Linked DNA regions of Ovis aries: region 2 is linked to region 1. The links are chromatin contacts, called in public Hi-C maps. All regions are on one chromosome and are shown on one strand. Each heading gives the region's core, a stretch centred on a gene start, on an enhancer-like site or on the middle of the called end of the contact. The rest is flanking DNA. Distances are from core to core; before and after follow the strand shown. Region 1 has its middle 99 kb from the start of MAP3K7. Region 2 overlaps BACH2 (BTB domain and CNC homolog 2).

The links. Hi-C and Micro-C count contacts between places; a contact is called where the count stands out from the background.
Region 2: a contact with region 1 is called in a Hi-C map of tail adipose tissue, with 7 times the contacts expected there. The contact joins two enhancer-like sites. A contact is called at or near these places in 11 of 16 Hi-C or Micro-C datasets (blood, hypothalamus, liver and 5 more).

The regions. Positions count from the first base shown.
Region 1 is chr8:47,129,949-47,136,878 of ARS-UI_Ramb_v3.0, forward strand. No RefSeq gene overlaps it. Among named protein-coding and RNA genes, the nearest start is that of MAP3K7, 99 kb to the left of the region's middle. Within about 2 kb of position 3,448, at least 4 of the 54 cell types and tissues checked have an H3K27ac peak or open chromatin away from gene starts, as enhancers often do.
Region 2 is chr8:47,689,396-47,696,123 of ARS-UI_Ramb_v3.0, forward strand. It overlaps BACH2 (BTB domain and CNC homolog 2), which reads left to right. Exons shown (of 7, transcript XM_060419566.1): 6 at 5,276-5,482. Among named protein-coding and RNA genes, the nearest start is that of GJA10, 39 kb to the right of the region's middle. Within about 2 kb of position 3,371, at least 21 of the 54 cell types and tissues checked have an H3K27ac peak or open chromatin away from gene starts, as enhancers often do.

The DNA of each region.
Region 1 (6,930 bases), core at 2,198-4,697:
TGTTTAAACACGGTACATCGTGGAGGGAAATCCGTACATCCTGTAAAACTAAGGTAATGTGGCCACCAAGAATTCAGAACCGTAACTGCTGTGAAAGAGGTGCCAAATGAGGGAACAATAAGAAAGATAATAAATAATCCCCACCTGTACAATTCTGTTTTTGCCCAGAATTGTCTTAAATATTGATTACCTCCTTTGATCGCCTCAACAATCCTGACAAGAGATCTTTGCTGTTGTCCCATTTTACAGATGAGAGTACTGAGGTTAAGTGATCATTCCAGGATCAAGGAATGATGGAGGTTAACCCAGGGCTTCTGAGTTCCCATCCTATACTCCTTCCATGGCTCAGCTCTATAGCTACTAAAAACAAAACTGAAGTAAACTTTTAACCTATAGGTTGCCTGTGTTTACTCAGTGGGTTGAAATTCATTACCTAGGTTCCTAGGATATGAACTAAGGCAAACTTAAACAATTTCAGAATGGTGTTGTGCATCTCAGTAAGCAGAGCATCAGTCTGGAAGGCTAGGACGACACAGAGTGCAAAGCTGGCAAGGGACACCCTCTTCTTACTGGAGATCTTGATTCAAGTTATTCGGTCTTCCCTAATTGTCCTTCAGCTTCATACCCAGCTACTCAGGCTACCCCTGGCTCCTCTTATTTCCTTTGGCACAATGCAGTCTCTGGTCCTGGCATGGAGATACAGACAAGGATGACATACGTCCCGCCTCTGGGCTTGCCTGACCCGTGCCCTGAGTCACGATAGAGCCTCATCTCCTGTGACTCATCCTTCTTGGCTCTGCACACTGCCTGACCTGGTTTCTTCCAAAGAGGACTAGTAGCTTTTGAGTGTGGAAAACTGGGTTTCATCCAGCCCTTGAGTGAAGGGTATAATTTCTTCAAAATCAGTGCTTTTGTCTATCAGCACTACCTGATAGAAATTCTGTGATAATGGAAACTCCCACTTCTGAGCTTTGAACATGGTAGCCATTAGCCACAAGGGACCCCTGTGTGCTCATGTGTTCTCTCACTCAGTCCTGTCCGACTCACTGCAGTCCCATGGACTGCAGCCCCCCAGCCTCCTCGGTCCATGGAATTTTCCAGGCAAGAATACTGGAGTGGGTTACCATTTCCTTCTCCAGAAGATCTTCCTGACCCAAGAGTCAAACCCACATCTCCTGTGTCTTCTGCATTGGCAAGCAATTTCTTTACTTGTAGCACCACCTGGGAGGGCTTCCCCAATGCCTCAGCTGGTAAAGAATCCTCTAGGTAATGCAGCAGACACAGGAGATGTGGGTTTGATCCCGTCAAGAAGATCCCCTGGAGGAGGTAATGGCAACCCACTCCAGTATTCTTGCCTGAAAAATCCCATGGACAGAGAAGCCTGACAGGCTAAAGCCCAAGGGTCTTGCAAGAATCAGACATGACTGAGCGACTAAGCTCGAAAAGCGGCCATTAAGCCCTTGAAATATGGCTAGTGGCTGTGAGAAATGATCTTTTTAAATTTATTATTTAATTTTAATTAGTTTCAATTTAGATAGCCACATGTGGCCAGTGGCTGCTGTGCTGGGCAAAGAAGGTCAATGATCTCTTCATTCTGTTCCATCATTAAAGCTCTGATGCTACTGCTGCCAAGTCGATTCAGTCGTGTCCGACTCTGTGCGACCCCACAGACGGCAGCCCACCAGGATCCCCCATCCCTGGGATTCTCCAGGCAAGGACACTGGAATGGGTTGCCATTTCCTTCTGCGATGCATGAAAGTGAAAAGTGAAAGTGAAGTCACTCAGTCGTGTCCGACTCTTAGCGACCCCATGGACTGCAGCCTACCAGGCTCCTCCATCCATGGGATTTTCCAGGCAAGAGTGCTGGAGTGGGGTGCCATCACCTTCTCCGCATTAAAGCTCTGTATAAAATAAAATCTAAAGCTGGCAATCTCTAGCTTGTATGGTAGTAGAGTGGTGAGAAAGACGGGGGAGTAGATGGGAGCTAGTAATGACCCTTATATCCAGCCACATGGAAAACCACAAGCTCCCAGAGATTAAATACAGAATGAATCTTTGCTTTTAAGGTGGAGGATTGTGTAAGAAGGGACTTTATCTATTGCCAGTGGAGTTTGGGCCAAGGAAGCCAGTTAAACGTTCCTATGTAGATAGTTCCTATACACAGAGCTGGTGTGGTGTGAGCATCTGCTAAAATACTAACAAGTAAGCAGGGACGAGTCTGCAGAACCCTTTGCCTGCAGAGGCTCATGGTACACTTGCTCCTTCCTCCTGCTGCCTATCAGTAAAGATCTTCTGCCCAACTATGAGAAACACATTACCCGGAAACATGTCTTAGCGCTGCTGGGGAATGACCTTCTATTCATATTAAAGATGTTTGAACAGACTAAACTTCTTTACTAAAATCCATTCAGCAAACAGGGATGGAACCTGGGCTGCAGAAACACAAAACATAAGATAGGTGTGAAATCTAGCCTGTGACCTTCAGGCAAGGACTATCCAGGGAATGAGTGAGAATTCACTGTCCTGGACTACTAGTTAAAGACAACAAGCTATTATGGAAAGTTTACAAACAAGCTTAGATTTTTAAAACATGTTTGCATATTTCTAAATATCCCCTATGAGCACTAAACACTTGAAGATGGTTGGATGGCATCATTGATTCGACTGACGTGAGTTTGAGCTAACTCCGGGAGATGGTGAAGGACAGGGAAGTCTGGCGTTCTGCAGTCCATGGGGTCACAAAGAGTCTGATAGGACTGAACGAATGAACAAGCGTGGGCTTTGAGGGCTAGAAGCAGAATCCTGGGGAAGAGGGAACAAGATGCTATTAATAGAAAGGGAAGAAAACCATACAATTTATAAAGGAGCTTCATACTCAAACCTCAGTCACCTAAACCCTGCATATTGTTAGCTTCCATTTTTCTAAGAGAAAATGGGAGATTTTAGGCATTTCCCCGAAGTGGAACAGTGAGCTAGTGACTCGAGTGAGCCTTTAGACTCCTAGGCAGGGGTTTTTGTCCCTACCGTGAATCTCACAGCATTTCATTGCTTTAGGGGAGTGATCAAATCAAATCAAACTGCATTATGTAACTAGGTTGTAAATCTGTGAATAAAATGTTCATATTATAAAATTTCTGTGAGGACGATGTTGGGTCTCGGTAATCATGACACAGGTGGGTCTGTCTGACTGTGAGGTCCCGAATCCTTCCCAGACTGTCTTGCTTTTGATAACCAGGAGGTGGCAGTGCAAGCACAGCCTTCCAGGGCCTTCTTATCATGGACGACCCAGGGTGGTGACAAGCGAAGTTTCCTACGCCAGTCTAGGGTGAATCATTCCGCAGCTCTAGGGTCGTGGTATCGGTTTCAGTGTGTCTGCTTATCTGGAGTTTTCTCTGTGCTCTCCAGTCTCACCAGAGGCTGCTCTATTTGCGTAGAGATACCTGCTGTGGGATCTTCTACTGAATTATGTAGAATTAGTGAATGAGGGAGACGCTTAACGGGGCTGTCCGCCCTTTGAATGCCAAGTAATTGTCATCCTTCTGAGTAAGCAGGGCTGCCTAGGATCCTAGAAGGAAAATTCCAGGTCTCCTTCTCTGTGTCCCGAAACCAATTCTCAGGCTATGTAGCATCTTGGTCGCTTTCCGTTGCGACTGGTTACAGAGTAAGTGCCATTAATAATAGGAAATTGGAGATTCGGAGGTGCTGAGCTTATTTCTCCCAAAATACAGTAAATATTCTCATTGCAAAGAAAGGTATCTTTGGGGGGGTGACCCAGCCTGCCTGCTTCTAGAAAGGAGCATCCTGCACAAAAATTAATTATGCTATTAATGTTAGTTAATAGGGAGTTCCCTGGTGCTCCAGTGGTTAAGACTTTGCCTTCCAAGGAAAGGAGTTCAGGTTCAATTCCTGGTTGAGGAGCTAAGATCCCACATGCCTGGTGTCCAAGAAACCAAACCATAAAACAAAAGCAATATTGTAACAAATTCAGTAAAGACTTTAAAAATTGTCCATATCAAATCTAAAAAAAAAAAAAAATAGTTACTGCATATGGGAGAAGGCAATGGCACCCCACTCCAGTACTCTTGCCTGGAAAATCCCATGGACAGAGGAGCTTGGAAGGCTGCAGTCCATGGGGTCGCTAAGAGTCGGACACGACTGAGAGACTTCACTTTCACTTTTCACTTTCATGCATTGGAGAAGGAAATGGCAACCCACTCCAGTGTTCTTGCCTAGAGAATCCCAGGGACGGGGGAGCCTGGGGGGCTGCCGTCTATGGTGTCACACAGAATCGAACACGACTGAAGTGACTTAGCAGTAGCAGCAGCATTGAACTCACAGAAAGTTCTGTGTATACACTTCCTATAGGTTACCTCCTTTACTCTGACAATGGCTAACAGAGGCAAATGTTAACATGATCCCGATCTTCCAATGAAGAGACTGAGAAATTATTTACGCAAGCCATGGAATTTGAGTGAAGGTCTCTGATTGAAAAAACCTAACATTTGTGTCCATCTGTGAGTAGTTAGCAGGTTTCCCTGGTAGCTCAGAGGTCAATGTTCTTGCCTGGAGAATCCCAGGGACAGGGGAGCCTGGTGGGCTGCCATCTATGGGGTCACAGAGTCGGACACGACTGAAGTGACTTAGCAGCAGCAGCAGCAGCAGCAGGAGATATGGGTTTGATCCCTGGGTCAGGAAGATCTCCTGGAGAAGGAAATGACAACCTACTCTAGTATTCTTGCCTGGAGAGTCCCATGGACAGAGGAGCCTGACAGGCTGCAGTCCATGGAGCTGCAAAAGAGTCGTACACAACTTGGCGACTAAACAACCAACAATAAACAGATGTGAGTGCTTATCATGTCCTTGAACTATGTATAGGGTCTCACTTCACATCTGTCACACAAGCGGACTCACAGGTGAGGCCCCATGTTCTAGTGCAGATCCTTCGGAGTAGAGCAAGATGCCAAGATGCCCACCAGCTGGGATGGGCAGGAAGTCCGCACAGGCCTGGCTTAGCTGAGGTTCAGCTGGACAGGCCCACCCCTAAGGTGAGATTGGCCTGGTACAGGCAAAGACAGAGGCGGTCTAGACTATCAGGCAAATGGCTGGACAGCGCTTAAGCCAGCACCGGTGCAAGCACACGAGCTCCCTGGCGTGTCTGTCTGGAGATGAGACAGGGCAAAATCCTGACTTCACTCAGAAATGGCACGCTTTCCTCTAGGTTTATTTCCTAAAGTCTTGATCATGATGACTCTTTCACTGGTTTGCATGAAAATGAGCACTCAAGGACAATGTGGTGAGTTTTTTTTTTTTAATCAACATTTATTACAGAGAAGATAACCCCTAATTTTGAGATTCTGCCCTTCCTGTTTATGGTTAAAATGTTTCTCTTAGGAAGACATGGAAGTTGATTTATATCTTAATAATGTTCCCTCGAAAAATAAAAACTTGACATACCTACAGAGTACTCCTCTTTTCTTCTTCTTTATAAAAAAGTTGCAGATTAAAATCTAGAACTCCATCTCTGGGTGGTCCTCAAACTTTTCCTCCCCTGAGCAAGTTAGGAGTATTTCATATACTGCCATCTAGTGGTCAGCCTCTGTCACACTCGCTGACTCTCTGAGAAAATAAAGTGTGTGGAACACAAGGGGTGGGTGTGTGTGTGTGTGTGTGTGTGTGTGTGTGTGTGTGTGTGTGTGTGTGTGTAAACTCAGGTGCCAACAAGCAGAGATGTGTTAGCATGGAAAAATGCAGGTTTTGAAAACTGTGTAGAAAGAATCAGAGTGAACAGACCTCCTACTCCAAATCCATGTGGGCAGAATTGAAAGCAGGTGTGTGGGATTAGCACGCTGTATTTTTTCCAACATCCACCACCCAAAGGGCAGCCGCACAGAATCGTTCATGCTCAGGAGCGCGATCAGCTAATGGGACGTGAGACGGTGTAGAGAAGAAGGTTTCAAGACGAAACTTGAACCAAATGTGTTCACGGTGTAACTCATACCCTTTGAATAACAGAGGTATCACTTCCAACTCTGGGAGGACCCCTCAACCTTTCCAAAATGGGTGAGTATAGATTTTTGCAAGTGCCTGGTGCAGCTGGGAGCATAGCAGAGAATGGATTTGCAAATAGCAGGCAGCCTGACCTTTGAAGATGGCTCCTACTAGCAGCCGGTACTTCCCACCTCTGTCCTTCACTGTTGCTGCAGCCTCTGGGCTTCTGCATCTGCAGCCTCCTGCCAACCCCCTCCTCCAAGCTGGCTGCTCATCCTCCTTTCATACTGCTAGAGAGAGTGAAAGGGGGACAGGGAGAAATGCAAAGAAACCATGTCTAGGGTAGAGAGGAGACAGAGGTGCTTCCTGAAAAGTCCAGAAAACCCCTTCTTCTCAACCCCAGAAGACTGTGTAGAAGAGTCTTAAACTACATGGTGTTCTGTAGCTCTCCCAAGTGGTCCTGAACTGAGTCAGCTAATTCAGGCTCTGGACACTAGTGCAGAAGCCAATAGTCTATAAGTTGCTAACTGACTGTATTCCGAAAGGTTACGTGTATCTTGGGCTTCCCTGGTGGCTCACTGGTAAAGAATCCAACCTGCCAAGGCAGAGAACCTGGGTTCGATCCCTGGGCTGGGAAGGTCCCCTGGAGGAGGAAATGGCAACCCACTCCTATATTCTTGCTCGGAAAATCCGAAGGACAGGGGAGCCTGGAGGGGGTCAGAAAGAGTCAGACGTGACTTTGTGAGTGAGCACACAGGCACATACACGTATATTAGTCCCATTTGAAATTCGAAATATATTTACACATAAAACCAGTGAGCTACAGTGCTTAGGTTCCCAGGCCGGCTTGGGAAATCCACTTCTTCTCTGCATCTGAGCTGTGCTGCGACCTTCTTTAGGTCACCTGTGCTTTCTCTGAGTGGGGCGCTCCGTGGGGAGGGA
Region 2 (6,728 bases), core at 2,121-4,620, 560 kb after region 1:
ACCCCTGGTCAGAGAACTGTATTTCACATGCCCCGTGGCACAGCTAGAAACTTTTTTTAAAGAAGAACATAAATGTTACAGGTTTTGGAGAAATGACTGCACTGTTAAGATCCTCAGGGTACTGCTGCTGCTGCTGCTATGTCGCTTCATTTGTGTCCGACTGTGTCTGATCCCATAGACGGCAGCCCACCAGGCTCCCCCGTCCCTGGGATTCTCCAGGCAAGAACACTGGAGTGGATTGCCATTTCCTTCTCCAATGCCTGAAAGTGAAAAGTGAAAGTGAGGTCCCTCAGTCGTGTCCGATTCTGACTCTTAGCGACCCCAAGGACTGCAGCCCACCAGGCTCCTCCATCCATGGGAGTTTCCAGACAAGAGTACTGGAGTCGGGTGCCATTGCCTTCTCCCAGGATCCAATTCCTGCAGCTTCTGCTCAGCATCTAATAGTGAAACCAAGAAAGGAGATAGGATTGAAGCTTGACCCCAGGGGCTGGTGCTTCTAGTTGGGATCTCTAGACGAAAGAGGTGCTTCTTTTCGCCTTTTTCTGCAACATTTGCATCTCTGTCCTGCCTCTCCAGTAGCTCCCATCCAGCACACCAAAGACATCAGGCAAGTGAGATGTGTATTGAGAGGCATGGCGAGGTGAGGTAGCCAGAGTACCGGCTGATCACCAGCCTGTAACAAGCGCGCCGGGTGGCAAAGGTCACAGGGAAGCCCAGGAGAGCTGGTGTTTGGGAGTGGGAATTCTTTTCTCTTCTTTGATCTCATAATTGAATTTGCTGCTAGAAGTTATATTTCTCATACAATTCTTAAATGATATTTTTGTTTCACTGGAAGAGAGGGGATGTTGTTTGGGCGGTAGAACCAGGGTAGGTGTTGGCAGGAGAGAGAAAGGGAACAGCTGATTTCTGTCTGGTGAGAAAGAAGTGCCAGCCCCTGGGGTCTAGCTGGCAGCATCCCATGGTGGGGCCCCTGAGGAGGAATATTTAAGCTTCATTCACTGTCCAAATGTCACAGCCTTTTCCCACTTTTTGTCAGCCCTTGGGGCCAGAGGTTACCTGCACTGCAGAGGCCACTCATTTCACCATCGGCTCCAGAGCTGGAGCCCCCAGGAGTGAAATCCCCTCCTCTGATTAATATTGACCCAGCCCAGAGTCCCGGGTGAAAACATCCTCCACCATGGTCCTTAGAGAATGAGACAAGCCAAGATGCCCCTGACACTCAGAGTGAGTCTCCACTGAGAAGCCAAGCTGGGGCACCACCTGTCTAAAGAGACCATGGGCTCCCTGGACCCCTTGGGCCCTCACCCTTCTAAACAACCTGGTCAGCTTTCTGTGCCTCTATGCTGAACCTCATGCATGACGGATCACTGAATGTAGCTGCAGGCTGGCCGCTTAACAGGTGATGCTGCTGGTTCGCTGGACTTTGCGTCCCGTCACCTCACTATTTGTGAGGGTCTGGGGAATGAAAACTGTCACCTCCGAGAACTGAAATTCTGGAGGAATCAGTGGGTGGAGGGACAGTAAATAAGATGTGAAGCCCTATTGGGTCTATTTGGGTTAGAAAAGTTTGCTGGAAGAAAGGCAGGAGGGCCTCAGGCTTCTCAGTGTCCAAGGCCAAGTCACTTTAGCTGACTTTTGAGCCCATTTGAGGAATAGGTGGGTGCCTGCCAGCCTGGGAAAGGAACGTTTTCCCAGCCCCTCAGTGGGTCTGTGGCTGACATTTATCTCCAGGGAAGATGCCTGTCAGTTTGGAACTTCCTACCCTAAAATTAGCAAATAGCTGTGGTAAGGTTTCTGCCACACCTTTCCAAGAACAACGTCAGGGGCTTCCCTTTGGTAGTTAGGGGAAGCCCTCCCTTGCTCGAGGGGTCGCAGCACACTTTAGAAAGAGACCAGAGTAGTTGGGGCTGGGAGGATTTTTTTCACATGGAAGAAAGTCTATAGTGGACAATTTTCCTCCAACCTCTGCAGAGCAGCTTGAGTTGCAACAGCTCTGCTGAAAAATTACATGGCCTTCTGCTTCAAGGACTTTGATTTTGTTGATTTTTCCTCTTTCCTGTCAACCTCGGTGCTGTTACCATAGTGGGTATATATATATATATATATATATATATATATATATATAGGCTGTCTAGAGAATGTTAAATACAGTAGCCCTTGGTATAGAAGGCCTTGTGACTTTCCCTGTGGCCTGAGCCATAGGTATATATTCTGTCTGAAAATAAGCAAACACTGTGTAGAGCATCAGCAGAATTGCTTTGTTGTCAGCAGAGGGGGAGATGCCGTGAGGCCCAAAGCATCGTCACCCCTGTTGTGAAAACATGCCTGCTGCCTGGTGTGGGGACATCCATGTGCCCAACAGACAGACCTCTGTGCTGTGTAAGTACTGTCCAGGATCTGAGTCTGTTTGTTATCCAAGGCATATAAAAGGGAAATCAAACATTCTTTCGTATCATTATAAGCCCTGTGCAAACACAGCCCGTGGACAAAGCCCTTTGCCGGGCCCATAACAAGGAGCTGTTTGTGCTGACCGCCCGTCATTAGCGGTTGGAGCAGGGCTGAGCCGACTGTGCTGTTATGTGGACTGTGGGGATTTCTGCCCTCCTGAGCCAGCACTGGACAGGTGTCATGGGACAGAGGTTGCCCTTTGGAGGTTCAATCAGAGCACCCATCGGGAGCCTTCAGCAAATGCCACGTCTCACAGGCTCAGAGCTATGAAGTAACCTGACTGAGCTGTCACACCCAGCCGCAGGAAGGCAAATGATCATTTAGTAGGATTGCCTTTGTGCCAAGGGATTAAGTAACCACAAATGCCAGAGTCCAGACTCACTCAGGGTCTGCCTACCTCTGATGCAACCAAAGCAAAAGCCTGAGCTCAGGATTAAAGATCTTCCTCTCACTCCCCTGAACGGCCCAGACATAACCCTGTAGGTTCTGTAGGGCCATTTCTTCACCAAAAGGATTTTGATCAATTAAACCCAGAGTGGCCTGTCTGTTCCTCTGGTTATCCAAGTTCACTCTAGTCGACTTGTTCCGTCTGCTAAAGCTATGCTGTCCAGTACAGGAGGCACACGCCGGATATGGCTACTGAGCCCTGGGAATGAGGCTAGTCTGAATGGTGAGGCACACCCAAGTATAAAATGCACCTTGGGTTTTTAAAATGCGGTATCCCCCCCAAAAGTGAAATATCTCATTACTTTTATGCTGATTACTGTTGATAATATTTTAGCTACATTGGGTCCTATTCAATATATTATTAAAATTAGTGTCACCTGTTTCTTTTCACTTCCTACTAGAAGGCGTAAGAATCCCACTGGCAGCTCGCGTTGTTTGCATTGGACAGCGCTGGGCTAGTGCCTGAACGAAGTTTAGGTTTATAGCGCCATCTGCTGGTGTATCCAAAGCAGATGCTCAGGTTAAGCAGGAGCTCAGCCCCTGAGCTGGGAAACACTGTCTTGGCCAAGCAACACTCAACCTTCTACTTCCAGAAGCTTCTGGACAGGCCCAGAGCTGACTCCTGAAGTCTCTGCCTCATAGAGAGTCCTGAAGGGGGTAGTGGCAGACTGCTGGAAGGTGCCGGTCTGTGTTCTCTATCTTGTGGATGCTGAGGAAGCTTGAGAGAACATGGGTTCTCTGCTAAATGCTAAAGAAGCATTAGGACTCTAAAGCATCTCTAAAATGACTAGTGTTCTTTCTTTGGAGGATGTTCACCTTTTCCTTGATTTGCAAGAATTTGAAAGTGAGACTCTTGCTGAAAACAGTGTCTGCATTAATTATTTGTTGCTGTGTAACAAATCCTCCCAGGGCTTCCCAGGTGACACTAGTGGTAAAGAACCTGCCTGCGAATGCAGGAGATGTAAGAGATGTAGGTTCGAGCCCTGGGTGGGGAAGAACCCCTGGAGGAGGGCATGGCGACCCTCTCCAGTGTCCTTGCCAGGAGAATCCCACGGACAGAGAAGCCTGGTGGTCTGTGGTCCATAGGGTCGAAGAGTCGGACACAGCTGAAGAGACTTGGCACATACCCATGCAACGAATCACCCCAAAACTTTGTAGCTTCAAACAATGAAGCTTCAAACAATCGTTTAACATCTCTCATTGTTTCTGTGGGTCTGGAATTCAGAAGTGGCTGAACTGAGCATGCTTGGCTCAGAGTATCTCATGGGGTTTAAGTCGGATGTTGGCAGGAGGCAACCCCTGGAGGTTTGCCTGGGCTGGAGGATCCTCATCCAAGGTGGCTCATTCATGGGACTGATGAGGTGATTCTGGCTGTTGGCTGGAGACCTCAGTTCCTCTCTACCTGGGCTTCTCCACAAGGTGTCCTAAAGAGAGCCTTTTATTTCTAATCAAATGCTGTCGCTGAACTGTCAGGAGGTACTGGTCCACAGCCTGGAGGTTGGCCCTGGTCTAAGAGGCCTAAGAAGATACTGTACAGCTTTTATGATGTCACGTCAGAAGTTACATGGATTACTCCCGCTTCATTGTATTGGTCAAAAGGCAAGAACATGCATTCCACCTTTTGACAGGGGAAGGTCAGCATCACATTGTAAAAGAAAATGTGAGAGCGTGGGCCATTTTATTTTCCAAAAATCCATAGTGCCTCATGGGTATATAATAGCACTGTGCAGCTAAAAAACATGCCCCATTTTGCAGATGAGGAAACTGAGACTCAGAAAAGTATGGTGACCAGCCTGAGGTCTCCTGTCTGGCAGGAAGGACTAAAAGCCAGTTCTAACTCCTAGGTCACAATGATGTAGCCTCGCCAGTTTCTCTCCCTATGTCTGTCTCCCTTATGTTGCTGTAACTGCAAATCACACTGACTGTTTCATCTTTCCAGCATCTCCAAGGTGTACAGGGCTCTCTTAATTCAAGGGTTTTAGATGATTCCTCAGATGATGTCTGTCTATAAATTGTTACTTCACTGAGTTGAGGCTCAGTGGGAGTGGGTTTCAACTAATTGTAGAGCCCTGCTTACAAAAGTGCTGTGGTCGTGACAGTGTATACATTTTCCATTGTTTCCATGCTGTTTGCTTCTAAGATCTCAGGAATGATAACCACATCATAATATGTGTGTGTTCACATTCTGTTTGACTGTCTGAATATTTCATCTTATTTGTATTTGAAACAGGAAAGAATCATCACTGCTTGCTTCAGTCGTTTTCATAGTACTTGGTCATCATTAAAAAGGAGATTTTACCATTTTTTGATGTTCCACTCGCCAGAATGAAAACTATAAAATCCAGCTGCCGTAATCATGTTCTGTTATTCTTGGTTGCAGGTCAAACTTCCATTTCCTGTCGATCAAATCACAGACCTTCCAAGGAATGACTTCCAGATGATGATCAAGATGCACAAGCTGACGTCAGAGCAGTTAGAGTTCATTCACGACGTCCGCCGGCGCAGCAAAAACCGCATCGCTGCCCAGCGCTGCCGCAAGAGGAAGCTGGACTGTATTCAGAACTTAGAATGTGAAATCCGCAAACTGGTGAGTCAGCCCGCCCTGTGTTGTCAGCAACCTGGAATGACCAAGACTGATACCGACTTTGAGTAGCAAAGGCCAGACAGGCAAAGAGAAAGGCCACCATTCAGGGACATTTGCATTGATTTTTAAAGGAATTCTTAACAAAAAATAATAGCTTTACACGTGTAATATATGTGTGTCTGTGCGGCTGTGTGATTGTGTGTCAGTATTTTATATCTTAGCCATTTGTGTAGATCACAGGGGCAGTCGTCCCTGGGTATGCTCAAACCACCAACCTTCCCTGGTGGCTCAGCTGGTAAAGAATCTTCCTGCAATGCATTCGATCCCTGTGTTGGGAACATCACCTGCAGAAGGGAAAGGCTACCCACTCCAGTATTCTGGCCTGGAGAATGCCACGGACTGTATAGTCCATGGGGTCGCAAAGAGTCGGACAACATTGAGTGGCTTTCACTTTGACATTCGTATAGAGCTGATTTTTTTTTTTTTGAAGTCTAATTGATTTACAGTGTTGTGTTAGCTTCTTTTGTACAGCAAGGTGACTCAGTTATATGCATATGCTTTTTCGTATTCTTTTCCATTATGGTTTGTCATAGGATATTGAATGTAGTTCCCTGTGCCATATACTAGGACCTTGTTGTTCATCCATCCTATGTATAATAGCTTGCCTCTGCTAACCTGAAACTACCATTCCTTCCCTCCCATAGAGATAATTCTTCTTCTTTTCCATTCAGCATGAGTCGAGAGCTAACATTTATTGCTGCATATGTGGACCAGGTATTATTCTGGTCTCTTTCAGTAGATGTCCCATGTAATCCTCACATCAGCCCTGTGATTTAAGTACTACTTTATCTCCATTCACAGAGGAGGAAACCAGAGTGCAGAGAGGGTTGGTAACTCCCCACCATGTGATGGAGCTTGAATGCAAGTCTGGTTGTCTGATCCCAGATCTTGTTATTGCACTGCTTTCTCCTGCCTCCCACGGAGGTGTAGGTTAGGGGCAGGACGCCGGCCTGCCACCAGGGGCCCCTCAGCCACCTGATCTCCTGAAGCCCTTCAGCAGCGCGGGGGTCCTGAATTCTGCACTTCTGCCTCAGAGTGGTTGTCACCTTTTCCTGTGCCTGGGAGTCTTTTGTCTCTGGAACTGTTCTCTGATCTTTCAAGCCTCCCCCTCACTCAGTAGTCTACATTCCCTTCGGGATCAGCAACCTTAAGCTACAGGAAGTAAATCCAAGTGGCCTCTGGTTCCTGA